2 separate regions of the Gasterosteus aculeatus genome follow, and region 1 is linked to region 2. Evidence: chromatin contacts called from public Hi-C data. All regions are on one chromosome and are shown on one strand. The core of a region is the stretch at or near the end of the contact, and the rest is flanking DNA. Distances in the headings are between cores, read along the strand shown.

What was found. A called contact is a pair of places that touch in the nucleus more often than the background predicts.
Region 1: a contact with region 2 is called in a Hi-C map of skeletal muscle, with 4 times the contacts expected there. The contact joins two enhancer-like sites. A contact is called at or near these places in 2 of 6 Hi-C or Micro-C datasets (skeletal muscle and whole body).

What each region holds. Positions count from the first base shown.
Region 1 is chr13:4,302,413-4,309,569 of fGasAcu3.hap1.1, forward strand. It overlaps ydjc (YdjC chitooligosaccharide deacetylase homolog), which reads left to right. Exons shown (of 6, transcript XM_078087049.1): 4 at 1,711-1,810; 5 at 2,593-2,770; 6 at 3,420-5,778. The coding sequence ends at 3,789. ube2l3b (ubiquitin-conjugating enzyme E2L 3b) reads right to left here. Exons shown (of 4, transcript XM_040195096.2): 4 at 5,295-6,665. The coding sequence ends at 6,511. Among protein-coding and RNA genes, the nearest start is that of ube2l3b, 5.9 kb to the right of the region's middle. Within about 2 kb of position 4,474, at least 5 of the 9 cell types and tissues checked have open chromatin away from gene starts, as enhancers often do.
Region 2 is chr13:4,155,523-4,162,816 of fGasAcu3.hap1.1, forward strand. It overlaps tars1 (threonyl-tRNA synthetase 1), which reads left to right. Exons shown (of 19, transcript XM_040195987.2): 14 at 506-583; 15 at 672-772; 16 at 1,268-1,372; 17 at 1,506-1,578; 18 at 2,105-2,219; 19 at 2,373-2,907. The coding sequence ends at 2,521. Among protein-coding and RNA genes, the nearest start is that of tars1, 15 kb to the left of the region's middle. Within about 2 kb of position 3,694, at least 1 of the 9 cell types and tissues checked has open chromatin away from gene starts, as enhancers often do.

The DNA of each region.
Region 1 (7,157 bases), core at 3,224-5,723, 150 kb after region 2:
GGTCCAAGCACAGAACCTTGTGGAACTCCGTGACCAACATTAGTGGTCATCGAGAAAGTCACCGAACGCTTGGTGACAATGAGAATTGATGACACCCAAAATCTTATCTTATTGTTATCGTGCAGTCCCATTTGTGATGAATAATAAAATGTTTGTTTGAGCAGGACTCCATAACGTGCATCCTTTTTTCCATAATGTTGCTTTACTTAAAATCCCAATCTGAGCCTGTTAGCGGCAAAAAGAATCACATTGTATGATTTTGAAAAAATTACATTGCAGTTTATTGCATAACATGAGTATTTGATCACCTCCCAACCTGTAAGAATTCTGGCTCTCACAGACCTGTTAGTTTGTCTTTAGGAAGCCCTCCTGTTCTCCACTCATCACCTGTATTAACTGCACCTTTTTGAACTTGTTATAAAAAGACACCTGTCCACACACTCAATCAAACAGACTCCAACCTCTCCACAAGGGGAAAGACCAGAGAGCTGTGTAAGGACATCAGAGATAAAATGGTAGACCTGCACAAGGCTGGGACGTGCTACAGGACAACAGGCAAGCAGCTTGGTGAGAAGACAACAACTGCAATTAGTGGAACATGTTCAAGATGACGATGCATATCCCTCGGTGTGGGGCTCCATGCAAGATCTCACCTCGTGGGGCATCAATGATCCTGAGGAAGGTGAGGGATCAGCCCAGAACTACACGGCAGGACCTGGTCAAATGAGAGCTGGGACCACAGTCTCAAAGAAAACCATCAGTAACACACTACGCCGTCATGGATTAAAATCCTGCAGCGCACACAAGGTCCCCCTGCTCAAGGCAGCGCATCTCCAGGCCCGTCTGAAGTTCGCCAATGGATGGATGGCATCTGGATGATCCAGAGGAGGTATGGGAGAAGGTCATGTGGTCTGATGAGAGGAAAGTAGAGCTTTTTGGTTTAACCTCCACTCGCCCTGTTTGGAGGAAGAAGGACGAGTACAACCCCAAGAACACCGTCCCAACCATGAAGCAAGGAGGTGGAAACATCATTCTTTGGGGATGCTTTTCTGCAGAGGGGACAGGCCGACTGCACCGTATTGAGGGGAGGATGGATGGGACTGTGTATCCTGAGATCTTGGCCAACAACCTCCTTCCCTCAGTAAGAGCGTTGAAGATGGGTCTTCCAGCATGACGACAACCCGAAACACACAGCCGAAGAAGTGGCTGTATGGAGGAAGGGGCCAAAATCCCTGCTGCAGTGTTTGCAAACCTGGTCAAGAACTACAGGAAACATGATGTCTGTAATTGCAAACAAAGGTTTCTGTACTAAATATTAAGTTGGGATTTTCTGATGTATCAAATACTTACTCCAATACAATTCGTGCAATAACTTGCAAAATAATATATGAAAAAAATCGTTCTCATACATTCTTTGTAAGTGGGAAAACCTGCAAAATCGGCAGTGTATCAAATACAAGACTTGGGCAAAGCCCAGGTCACCTTTAACTGTAAGCACAAGTTCACCTGTGTTTGTAGTGACAGACAATCCAGACTACAAATGCAAATATCAGCACACACTTGATCAGTGTCACAACATGTGTCGATTGGAAACCTTCGTCGGGGCAACTTGTGTCTTCCTAACTAATAAATGTTGCTCTGCGGAGAAGCGGTCGTGTCTCTCTGCAGTTCAGTAACCTCCTTGTGTCTTTGTGTCATTTTCCTTCCCAGGTGGAGCTCGAGTTGAGGGCCCAAGTCGGGCTGTTCCGGGAACTGACCGGTCACCTGCCGCTCCACATGGACGGACACCAACACGTCCACGTGCTGCCAGGTAATGCAGAGGGGAAAAACCCAAATAAATGCCAACATCTGTGATCTGCTACTGTACAGCACACGCCTCAAGCAGCTTCACATTTCTAAATATGAAAAAAGTACTAATGTCAGAAATATCATTTATTGAATGAACACAAATAACAAGACATTCGGTTTTCTCTTGCATGACTCGATCAACCGGTCTGATTATTTGAATCTATGCAGCTAGAAGGTGCACCACCATGCGGACACGGGGAGGCGTTGCATCGCAGTCGGTGCTGGTTTAGTCATCCGCTAAGTGCTAGTCATACATACATGATCTTAAATGCGTGGAAATAGAAATGTTGTATTCCGTAGGTGACACAAGAGGCCAAACTAAAGCAGTTGCTGAGGCACTTGAGGCACGTGCCGGCCAGATAAGAGGAGTCAGCAGTCAATAAACATTTTAATGTGATTTACTGCAACCACGGTAGGTAATTGAATACAGTCATAAATAAACACAAGACTTATTGGGCTGATCAAGCCCACATACATACGGTCTTGTTGGAGACAATAACTGTACTCTGAACTCAAACGTCAGTATGCAGAACTGATTAGCTTTAAAAAAAAAATGCTAATGCTATTAGTGATCAAAAAGGTTGCCAGTGATTTTCTGTTGCTGGACTAAAAACTAGCAATTGTGTTAAGTGTTGCTGATGCATGACCAGCTTCTTTATTGTGGCCATGACAACATTAAATGGATGAAATGACATCAGTGCCCCTGGGCGTGGAGCATTGATGTGGTTTACTCTGTTGTTGCAGGGGTGCGTGAGGTGTTTGCAGAGGTCCTGGCAGACTTCAAGATTCCATACACGCGTGTTCCAGTGGAGACGGGTCTACACAGCTGCCCAGCGCTGCCGGCACACCTCCAAAGGTTCTACGCACAGGTGGAGAAGGACGCTCTGGACTCCATCCCGGTCTTCGCCCGCTACGGAATCAGGTCTGCTGCTTTCTTTGCACAAAGGAGAAGGGGTTTCAGGAGTTTATGGATGCGGCCCAATACAACCAAAAGATCCTTGTCTTATTTAGATATGGATGAAAACGCAGCAACGCAGAATTTTAGTTACGTTAATTAGGTGGTATCGCAGAGCTGTAAAGTCAATCTGCAGGAGAGATCAGGTATGGATATGAGACACATCATTTTCTATCATGTAAACACATGGCACACAGATGGATGAATTTCTAAATCCCATTAGATCTGATAAGGTTCCTTTCATCAATCACAGATGGGGATTCAGTCCTGCAAATAACCGAGGGATTACATAAGTGATGCACCTAACAAGACTACTCACTATGTGCTTTTCTTTAGAGGACAATATATTGCGGTACAATACTATCTGACATAGAAATGTTACTGGTTGCATTGATTACGATTTGAGGCACAAATAGGACGCAAAACACCCAACCTGGACTGAGCTGTACACTTCGGTCACCGAAGTATCATGTGAATGTTTGATAAGTTTAGTGTGAACCAGATTTTAAACCCATGTGGCTGCTGGTCACAGCGCCTCCGGCGTTGTGAGCGAATTATTTGCTTCCCCCCCCCCGCCTGCTCGATGACCGACAAACATCGTCTTCCATGTCCACAGGTGGCCAGACGTGTACCTGGGGCTGACCACCATGGGCCAGAACATGTCCGTACCCAACCTGGAGAGGGCCATCGGCCAAGCCTTGGAGGCGGCGGCCTCTTCCAGCCCGGCCTCTGGCGGCGCCTCAGGCTCCGACCGCCCCGCGGTGACGGCGGAGCTCATGGTCCACCCGGGCTACCCGAGTCAGCCCCTGGACGGAGGCTGCGGGGAGGGCCCCGATGACTTCTCCTGCTCGGCGGACAGACAGCATGAGCTGAGCGTGCTCCGAGACCCGGCCCTCCAGGGGCTGTACCGCCGGGAGGGGGTGCAGCTCTGCTCCTTCAAGGACCTGACTCCTCTGACTGACGCGTTCTTAAATCGGGGGCCCTAATCATGAGTATGCAATGTGGGCCCCTCCCTGTGTCCCGGGAGAAAGAAAACAAAACCGGGATGCTGACAATTCAAAATGATGTGGTACAATTTCGATCTCGACCAGGGGATCATGTGTGCGTTTGTGCATCTGTCCATGGCCACTCTCGCACGCTGCTGGACCGTCCACATCATCGTGTTTATGCTGGAGCGCCGCTCCGTGGCAGTGATTCACACTTGGTGCTGTTACTCTTTCCCGTCCGGTAGGTGACCAACGACTTCAGGTTGCACCCTTTAAATAAGCCATTATTTAGGGTTCGGTTAGCAAATGACAAACGGAACCAGGCACGTCTTCTCGTGTCCGGTGACAAGTTGTCTTCTTTTTTTTTAATTGGCGTGTAAAACCACCTTAGTGCTACATTACGGCGGAGATCTGCACTTTACTGAGGTCACTTTTCCTAGTTCATGTCCGTTTTCAATGAACCTCAAACTGCTACAAGAATGGACTCGTCTCTGTAACAAAAGGCGCATCTTTTTTTTTTTTTCTTCTAGAGAGGGTTCCTAAAAGCAAAAACTCGAAGAGCGCTGTAGTTGTTTTTAATGCCGACTAATAAATGATTAACTTAGTTGATGGTGGTATGTAACATTAACAATGGCGAGTGTGATCTAATGTCGTTTAAGGCGGTGCTAATGAAGGAGCTACTTCCTGCTTGCACTTTGGCTTCCCGTTAGTCACGTGAGTCCTGTTCACCCGGTTTTCCTGTGCTAGAAGGAATGTTGGCAGAAAGTGAGCTCACTTTGAGTTCAGTTTATCTGATCCTGAGTTTTTAACTGTCAGTGTTTTTTATGTGTTGTATATTGCCTCTATTAGTGTGTAAAATGTCGTTAAAGGGGCATAATGCTGCCAGGTGATGGAAGTCATGTATTTGTGTGGTGAAATAACTACCAAAAATCTCAGGACTGTATAGTACAAGTACTGAACTAATCGAATCAAAGTGCCAAATGTGTGTCACGGAAGGTGTTATTTTAACACTAATATTTACAGCCAGTACCTGGGCATTTGAAATAAATTTTATTGAAACTTTTTTTAATTGATTTGTTCGAGCTAACAAATCTGATGTCTGACTATTTCTGCAGTACTTTAATAATAAAGTAATACTTTTTCATTTTGGCTGGGAGGTGACAAATTACGTTCATCAATTTGATCCCTTGGTCAATGACAGAGTAATTGTCTAAGATTATGATGCATGATCTTTTACTGTTAAAATGAGGGTAAATTAAAAATGACAATCATTTTCTTCCACTTAATACATATTTATGTTCCAGAATAGTAGAAGAGGTTCCAAGGTAAAGAACGACCAAAGGTCGACAATCTAGCGAGAGTCCCGGTGCAGGAGTCTATATTTGAAGCTCCGCTTGGTTTATAATGCAACATTTCTAGTCACATTCATGGGTTCAGCACAAAAAACAGGTTATGTCAAACATGAGCAGCATCCACTTGACTACCAGGCAGACAGTGAGGCCAAATGGTTTGCCATCTTTATTATGAAACAATATTGGGACCAGATCAAACAGCTGTTACATGGTGTTGTTTTTTTGGCCACTGCAGTCCCCTTTCCCGTGTCCTAGCCAGCCCTCTCCCAGCTGCCTTCAAGGTGCTTGTTTTTTTTAAAGGACCGCCTCCAGGAGCTGAGCATTCCAGCTAAGTGCAACCTCCTCCGGCCTCTCCCCCTCCACGAGTAGGTCCCTTTGCAGCTGGCCAGCTGACAGTCCGTCTGGTAAAGGGCTCTGTATCTAACGTGGTTACATGTGGGGGGCGGGGTGTTGCCTGATCGCGGGATACATGCGTTGCAGATTCTAATCAACCAAAGGGACTTTTCCCCACAATTACCAATTGTATTTGCATCAGTTGTCAAAATGGAGAAGGCAAAATTATATTAAGAAAAACGTATTGTGATTGGAAACTGATATGGTTCTCTCATTTCCACAATAAAGAATCTTAAGAGCTAAATTTACGGCCTGCCATTGTTTCATTTCTGCTCAGTGTGTTACAAACTGGTGGCATGTCTAAAAGCAGCGTAGGTGAGTACGGCAAACGTTTCAGTTGCCACGCACCCTCCGGGTGCTACCTACAGCTTTTCTTATTTCAGTAACACTAGGCGTCTTTTTTTTGTTTAGGTTTTTTAAGCTTTAAAGATTGACGGTGGGGCAGAAAAAGAAGAAAGTATAAACCGGTTTTCCTGCAATGCAAAAAATGAAAAAATAAAGTTTAGGCTAGCTCTATTCAACACAAAGTTGCTTAGACGGAGGAAAAGAGATTACATTTTACTTCGACTTGCCATCTAACTATTCCTTAGCCTTTCGTTACCCATTTTTTCCCATTAAGAAAAGAGTAGAAAGTTGGAAATGGTCTGGAGGAGTTTGGCCAAGGAGGAGCTGAAGTCAAGAGGGGAGGGTGGAAGCTGTCTGATCCACAGAGAGTCCTGGATGGGGGGGGGAGGGAGGGAGGCGGAGGCTGCCGCCACCCCCGGTTTCAGCTGGGCGGCTTTAGGGACTGCAGGGAGGATCGTGTGGTGGTTGTGAGGGGAGGCGGGGTGATGAGGATTGGTGGGGGGGGGGCGAGAGAAAGTAATTGGTCGGGGCAGGTGAGAGGAGGGGGGGGGATGGGTGGGAGGGTGTGTGGGGAAAGGGGGGAGCGACAGAAAGAGAGACAGAGAGGGGGGGCTACACGCTCGTCAGCTGATCAGTCCATTGGCCGCTTTTCTCCGTATTTCTTTGTAAACTCTTCGGCGTTCTTCAAGAATTTTTTACGGTCCTTTGAGTATTCTTCTGCTAGGTCTGCCCTGAGCGGATGCTCCGGCTGGGGGTCGTTCACCAGCGCGATGAGAGACTGAATTACTGCAACACACACAACCAAGGAAATCCAGTTAGACGTGAACAACGTGTCTCCCTACAAAGACTTGGAACGCTCGAACAGAGCGACGCGTTTCGTTAGTGTTCAAACACTACATGGCTTTCTGTCCCACTATGACGGTGTACTGAAGTGATAGAAAAGTCAATTGATAAAGAGTTAGAGTAAAAAAAACGAGGCAGGTGTACTGCCGGAATTTGTGATAACAGAATAAAATAGCGGTGTATGCTTTGAGAAATGATGAGACAGGAAAGCCCCAAACGCCTCTTGTTGGAATAAAAAAGAAAGAAAGCGCCCAACGTTATCTGCTGTCATCTTGGGGGGGTTCCCATGGAGCTGAACATCTCGCTGTAGTGACCACAATCCGACCCATAAACCAAAGTTTGGTACTGGAGAGACTGGCTGATCGATCAGAGCTTGTCAGGCGCCACAAACCGCTCATGAATAAAAGCATCGGTTTCTGGATGCTTGAGAATAGA
Region 2 (7,294 bases), core at 2,444-4,943:
TTTCGTCAGTGATGTGATGGTTTAAAGTCCTCGCTGGATGAAGTGTGTCCTTTCGCCTGCTGGCTGCAGGAACATCACTGAAGTTATTTTTAACACATCTTTTAATTAATATTCATCTAGTGGCCACCGTTTTAAATATTAAACTCTGCAGTCTGCTGATCAGATCACAGAAGCTACCGGCTGCTGCTGCGACTCCCTGCATGTGTTCATATGTAGGCAGCTTGAGAGATCCACATTTCTCAGAAGAAAAGCATTTACCAAATTCAGCACTGACTTGTTCTAATTAATCTTTGCACACGAATAAGTGGAGGATTATTTACACTGGAAATGAAGTGTCGCCAACGTGAGGAGAACTCCTCGTTAACTCCCTCAATCAACCATGAAGTCCCACCGAGGCGACATCCCCCAGCCCGGCGGTGGCGGGACAAGGCGTGTGTCTCACACACGCGGGTGTGGACACCCAGCGAGCAACACGCCACTCACTGCCTGCGTCCTTTTCCCACAGCAACTGGAGAACAGCTTGAATGACTTCGGGGAGAAATGGGTGCTGAACCCCGGCGACGGCGCGTTCTACGGGCCGAAGGTGAGACGCGCTGACGCTGTTGCTTGAAGCCATGAAAAGGCCCGATGGCGCCACCGCCGCCGCTCACAGTTCTGTCGTTCCTCCCCAGATCGACATCCAGATCAAGGACGCCATCGGCCGCTACCACCAGTGTGCCACCATCCAGCTGGACTTCCAGCTCCCGATCCGCTTCAACCTCTCCTTCGTCAGGTAACTCTGCCGCCGCGTTCATCAGGGGATCGGCGGTTCGGCCCCCGGCTCCGCCGGAGTGTCCTTGGGCAAGACACTTGACCACGTGATGCCCCCGTAGCTGTGACCACGGCGTGTGAATGCTATTAGTGCTGGTTGCTGATGGGCAGGTGGCCCCTCCCATCAGCATATGAATGGGTGAATGATGACACGTAACGTTGAAGCACATCGAGTCGTATTTACATGATGGAGGAAGCTGAGAGAGAAGGAAATTATTATTTTTGAGGCTGCAAATGCACTTTCCCGAACATTAAGGGTTGATGTGAAAGCAAAGAACAGGATAAGCTCGAATGGAACAATATGATGTGCATTTATGTTCAAGTTATATATGATGTTTCTGTCATAATCTAGAGAGAGTACCAACATGTTGCCCAGACGATCTCTGATGATCCCGTTTTAGAGTTCTTCTTTTGTGGATTTCCTAAACGGAAATGTTCATTGTGATGACTTTTGTAGCCAAGACGGGGAGGACAAGAAGCGGCCGGTGATCATCCACAGAGCCATCCTGGGATCGGTCGAGAGGATGATCGCCATTCTGACAGAGAACTACGGAGGCAAATGGTTCGTAAACCTAATCTCTCAGGACGCTGTGGTCTGCTTACTGTTAACGATCTGCACATCAGACGCGTTTGAACCCGTGTGGCTGTACATGGCTGCTCAGGCCCGCTAAGCGCCACCACGTGTTGTGTTGCAGGCCGCTGTGGCTCTCTCCTCGTCAGGTGATGGTTGTTCCCGTGGGGCCGACCTGTGAAGAATACGCTCAGAAGGTAAACCGCTGATCTAAGACTAGATTCCACCTCCGATGAAATGTGAAGTTCATCAGTTGGATGTCTTTCGATAGCGTAGCACTCGGCCCAGTGGTGGAGGAGCTCTGAGGGGCGGAGCTACGAGCATGCACGTGCTAATCCCGCTACGGGTGTATTTCTAGACACCGTTTTGTTTATTTGGGTTCCTGTTTGTTTCCGCTTGGAAAACATTTGGCTAATCTGTTGGTTTACAACCTTTGCGACTGCTTTATTATGAATGTCATTTATATTTGTTTGAGGCAGGAAGGAATTATAATATGAACGGTCCTCAGTTAAAAGCCGGTAAAAGCTGCATTCAACACTAGCCTGCAGATATTTCAGAATAAAAGCCTTCTCGACAAATTTGAAACACACTTTTTGTCCCATACACTGACTACATATGATGTTACCTGGCAGGTACTTTACCGTTTTGCAAATGGATTAATGCAAAAAGATTGACATGAACTTCTAGAATGGAGGCATGAACGTAACCGTTTCGATGTGTCAGGTCAAACAGGAGTTCCACAACAAGGGCTTCATGAGCGATGTGGATCTGGACCCCGGCTGCACTCTGAACAAGAAGATCAGAAATGCACAGTTGGCGCAGTACAACTTCATCCTGGGTCAGTGGACACGCTCTCTTCTCCCACTTCCTCCCTTCTCTTACTTACTCCATCTCTCTTCCTCTCTTCTTTCGCTTCCTGTCGTGTCTCCGCCTCGCTGTCCATCTCCATACTGATCATGTTTTTTCTTTTTGTTTCTCTGCTGGTATATAGTGGTTGGAGAGAAGGAGAAGACCAGCAACACTGTGAACGTACGCACCCGCGACAACAAAGTCCACGGCGAGCGCACCGTGGAGGAGTGCGTCGAGCGTCTCCAGCACCACAAGACCTGCAGGAGCCTCAATGCTGAGGAGGACTTCTGATCTCTCTCTGTCTCTCTGGGGGCTGTCAGCTCGTCCTTCTCTCAACATTACGACCACTGTGGTAACTATTAGAACAAAATCAGTGTCTGGTGAGGGATCAACTACTTTTCACATTGTGGCCTCGTCCCTTCTTTTTGTCCACATGGACATTATTTTACATTTGGTAATTGTTTCTTTTTTTCTGGCGTCTTCTCCGAGTTGCTGAGTTTTTGGTCCGTATTCTTCTGCTTACACACAAATGCAGCCACGATAATTGAATCTTTGAACAGATGATTTAAAACACGGGGGAAATGATTTTGTTACGCTGTCTTAACAGTTTGTATCAGTCACTTTCTTCAGGGAATTGTACGAGTTACAATTTTGATAATTAAACGGTCTATTCTTAATACGTGTGTGTGTGGGGCTTTTTATTTCGACACACACCTGACCTCCGTTACCGTTCACGCCACTAGTGGGTACTGTGTGCGTGTGCGTGCGCGTCCTTGCACAAGTGAGAGATACTAAAACCTGTGACTAACTTGAGTGTATATGATGAGCATATTTTGTTTCACACACTGTGAGTCTGAATGCACTAAGGGATGAAAGCTGGACTGAAATATGTAATTGCACTTTGAGAGGCTGTGAGCTCCCACTTCTGACCACAAGCCAACGAAAACATTGATCTTGGCTCCTGCAGGTGGCAGGCCATTAAGAACACGTTAAGAGGCCATTGGTTATTTTTGGCCAATTGGAACTTTTCAGCACCAAATGAAATCTGTGTGCAGCTTTGGTTTCTTATAGTCGGCCACAGTGAGACACACGGATGAGAGACTTATTCAAAGCCATTGACTGGTTAGATGTAATGTTCCCTGAAGTTAAATGCTCTTTTTACCAAGCATGCCGATTGTAAATGCTAAATCTTTAGGAAACATGGAGAATGAAAGCGATGAACTTCATTTCTAAGGACACCTTCATATGAAATCTGACCAGTAGGTGGGACAGCTGCTCCAGGGTGGGTGTGGGAGAGGAAAACATCTGAGCGAGAGGTCAACGAAAGACGTCAGTGGAGTAGGAGAGCGCGAACAGGCGGAGCGAAGACTCTCAATGCCCACCCCCCACCCCCCGGGGCACTTCCAGGCCGCCCGAGTATGAGGGGTCACGACGCTTCAGTGAACTGAGCAAACACTCGCTTCTCCCCCCACGTGTGGAAACGGTCCTCATACTGCGATAAGGACACACTCCCTTCAGTCTTTGTGTGTTATATGATTTGCTCTCAAGTACCTCGACTGATGGGTGGATGCAGGTTTTTTTAACTAATTGAAGGAGAATAGATTCAAACTGGCTGACACCTGCTCCTGAGCGCGAGGGGTAACGTTTTAAAAAGTAAAAAAGTGTCATCTCTCTAACCGCCAGCAGGAGGCAGCGCCTCCGGTAATAAAACCGTGAACCTTGTGATTGACACGTCAACATACCATTTACTTCACTGCAGCGGTCCAGATGTTATTATTGGTGATTGATAATTGAGATTTATTGTAACGTGACAAAGATAAATCTACAATCATTCATTCTGTCTTAATTCAAGACACCTTCAGTTCACCTGCATGAACTCAGTTCAAAGCTAAAAGACAAAAGCTCATTTATTCCTAAACTCAACCCCTAGTTTAATTCTAATAAGGGGAGAACATTTATACATTTTCAGATTATGGATTTGTAATTAAATAGAACTTTTATTATTTGAGTTGACAATTGCTTATAAATTATACACACAAACTTCAATGTAGGAGTCATTTTTAATCACAGGTACTCTTCAACTGTGAGTGGGAATCAAACAACAAATCTGAAAGTCACATATGATTTAAAAAATATATATTGCATGACATAAGTATTTGATACATCAGAAAAGACAAACTTAATATTTAGTACAGAAACCTTTGTTTGCAATTACAGGCATTATACGTTTCCTGTTGTTCTTGACCAGGTTTGCACACAGTGCAGCAGGGATTTGGGCCCCTTCCTCCATACAGACCTTCTCCAAATCCGTCAGGTTTCGGGACTTTCAGCTCCCTCCAAAGATGTTCTATTGGGTTCGGGTCTGGAGACGGGCTCGGCCACTCCAGGACCTTGAGATGCTTCTTACGGAGCCACTTCTTAGTTGCCCTGGCTGTGTGTTTTGGGTCGTCGTCATGCTGGAAGACCCATCTTCAACGCTCTTACTGAGGGACGGAGGTTGTTGGCCAAGATCTCAGGATACACAGTCCCATCCATCCTCCCCTCAATACGGTGCAGTCGGCCTGTCCCCTCTGCAGAAAAGCATCCCCAAAGAATGATGTTTCCACCTCCTTGCTTCATGGTTGGGACGGTGTTCTTGGGCTTGTATTCATCCTTCTTCCTCCAAACAGGGCGAGTGGAGGTTAAACCAAAAAGCTCTACTTTCCTCTCATCAGACCACATGACCTTCTCCCATACCTCCTCTGGATCATCCAGATGCCATCCATCCATTGGCGAACTTCAGACGGGCCTGGAGATGCGCTGCCTTGAGCAGGGGGACCTTGTGTGCGCTGCAGGATTTTAATCCATGACGGCGTAGTGTGTTACTGATGGTTTTCTTTGAGACTGTGGTCCCAGCTCCCATTTGACGACCATCCCTCACCTTCCTCTGGATCATTGATGCCCCACGAGGTGAGATCTTGCATGGAGCCCCACACCGAGGGAGATTGACAGGTGTCTTTTATACAGGTAACACGTTCAAATCGGTGCAGTTAACAAAGGTGATGAGTGGAGAACAGGAGGGCTTCCTAAAGACAAACTAACAGGTCTGTGAGAGACGGAATTCTTACAGGTTGGTAGGTGATCAAATACTTATGTCATGCAATAAACTGCAACGTAATTGTTTAAAATCATACAGTGTGATTTTCTGGATTCATCACCCACAGTTGAGTACCTATGATAAAAAATTAGACTCCTACATGCTTTGTTACAGGGAAAAGCTGCAAAATCGACATCGTCATTTTTAATGACTGTTTTTAACAACAGGAGTTCTTTCTGCCTTTTTAGAAGACTTTCTCATACCAACATGTGAAAAACTATATTATGACTTTTCTTACATTAGTTTAACACGCTATTCTACGGTCAACATAACATATACTGTGACTTTTTAATGTATTTAGTGCCGGCAGCAATAGGGCCGCCCCTTGTCCTCCTGTGACTGCTCTGTGGAAGCACAAAGAGGGGAAAGGACACTAGAGATCCAGGCACGCGATTATGTAACAGCAGAGATCTGTTTTGTCAGCTTGGCTCAGAGAAAAGTTGTTTTTTCCCTTTTATGTACGTATGTTAATAACGAGGAACTAGATTGCGATCTTTGGCTTGTTGATATCTTGTTTCCTTTTGTGTGTGTTCTTTCTTTAACAAAATAGTTATTTCATAGTTATTAAACGTTATCTACGAGCCGCCGGAGGCCAGACGGGACGTCCGGTTGCGACGTGTGTTCTAGGCATGTTTGAATATTACGAGTCAGGTGACCCTCGACCCTCGTTCATGTGCTTTTTAATACAAACAACATTGTGAACACTAATAATATCATCGATTATATTTCTGTGAGGTTGATTGGTGACTCTAAATTGCCCGTAGGAGTGTGAATGGTTGTGTTTCTCTGTGTGGCCCTGCGATTGGCTGGCGACCAATCCAGGGCGACCCTGTCTATCACCTGGAGTTGGCTGGGATGGACTCCAGCCCCCCCCTGCGACCCGGTGTGCAGGATAAGCGGAGTGAAGATGGATATTTCTGTGAGCAGGATCCTGAAGTAGCTGCACAACGTGTAAAGTACCTATTTAAATAGGCAGTGGAGCGACCGTACTACAAATACAATACTCTTTTATGTAAACGTATTACACTTCTTCCAGTTGGACTCGTCTCTATTTTGAAGATATCTAGTTTAAATGCTTTATTATCGCTAAATCCACTGGATTTAAATGGATGCTCTATACACCTGTTGCCATGGCGAATCGTGCAGTCAGAGCTCCATTGATGATGGCCGTTTTCCATCTACACAAGAGCTTAACTCAGCGTGAACAAACTCAAGAGTTAATGGATCAGCGTAGTATAAGCAAACTGTTATAAATGCCTCTTCTAGAAAAGCAAGGTTAGCTTTACCCCCCCCCCCCTCAAAGTCCTTATGCTAAGCTAACCGGCTTCTGTTTCTGACTTTGACACCAAAATAACTGTTTAGAAAACAAACTTCTCAAATAACTCGACTCATAAATACCTAACTCAAGAAAGCAGATTCAAAACGTGTTCATCCCAGAACCTTCCTTGTTGTCCTTGTATTTGTGTTGACTTCCCTCAGTCACCATGGCGACTGATGGTAGTCACCGCTGTTGTGTATTAGGTCCATATGATGTATGTGAAAGGTTTGTTTCCACTCTGTTTTTTTTCCCAGCACTGACAGCCAAAAGCCAGAGAACCTCCCCTGTGACACACTCGTGTTGCTCTCCGCCCTTCATCGTCCCGCCGTGTTGCTTCTGGACCAAAGAAATGCATATTTGAATGTTTAAACCAAACATTTCTTCTCTGTGTCTTCAGCAGCTCTTGTCCCATATCACACACATGCACACAACCTGCTGCTGCAACATTAGCCGCTCTGCATGGACGCAACACAACCCCGAATTATTGGTCCGCGGCTTGTGAAGTTAGTTTTGCTCAAGAAAACCATCGGCCGTCTTTAATATCAATATGTTCCCTAATTACATTAGATGAAGGATTCATCTTTTCACAGCAGGATCTGGTCCGCACAGA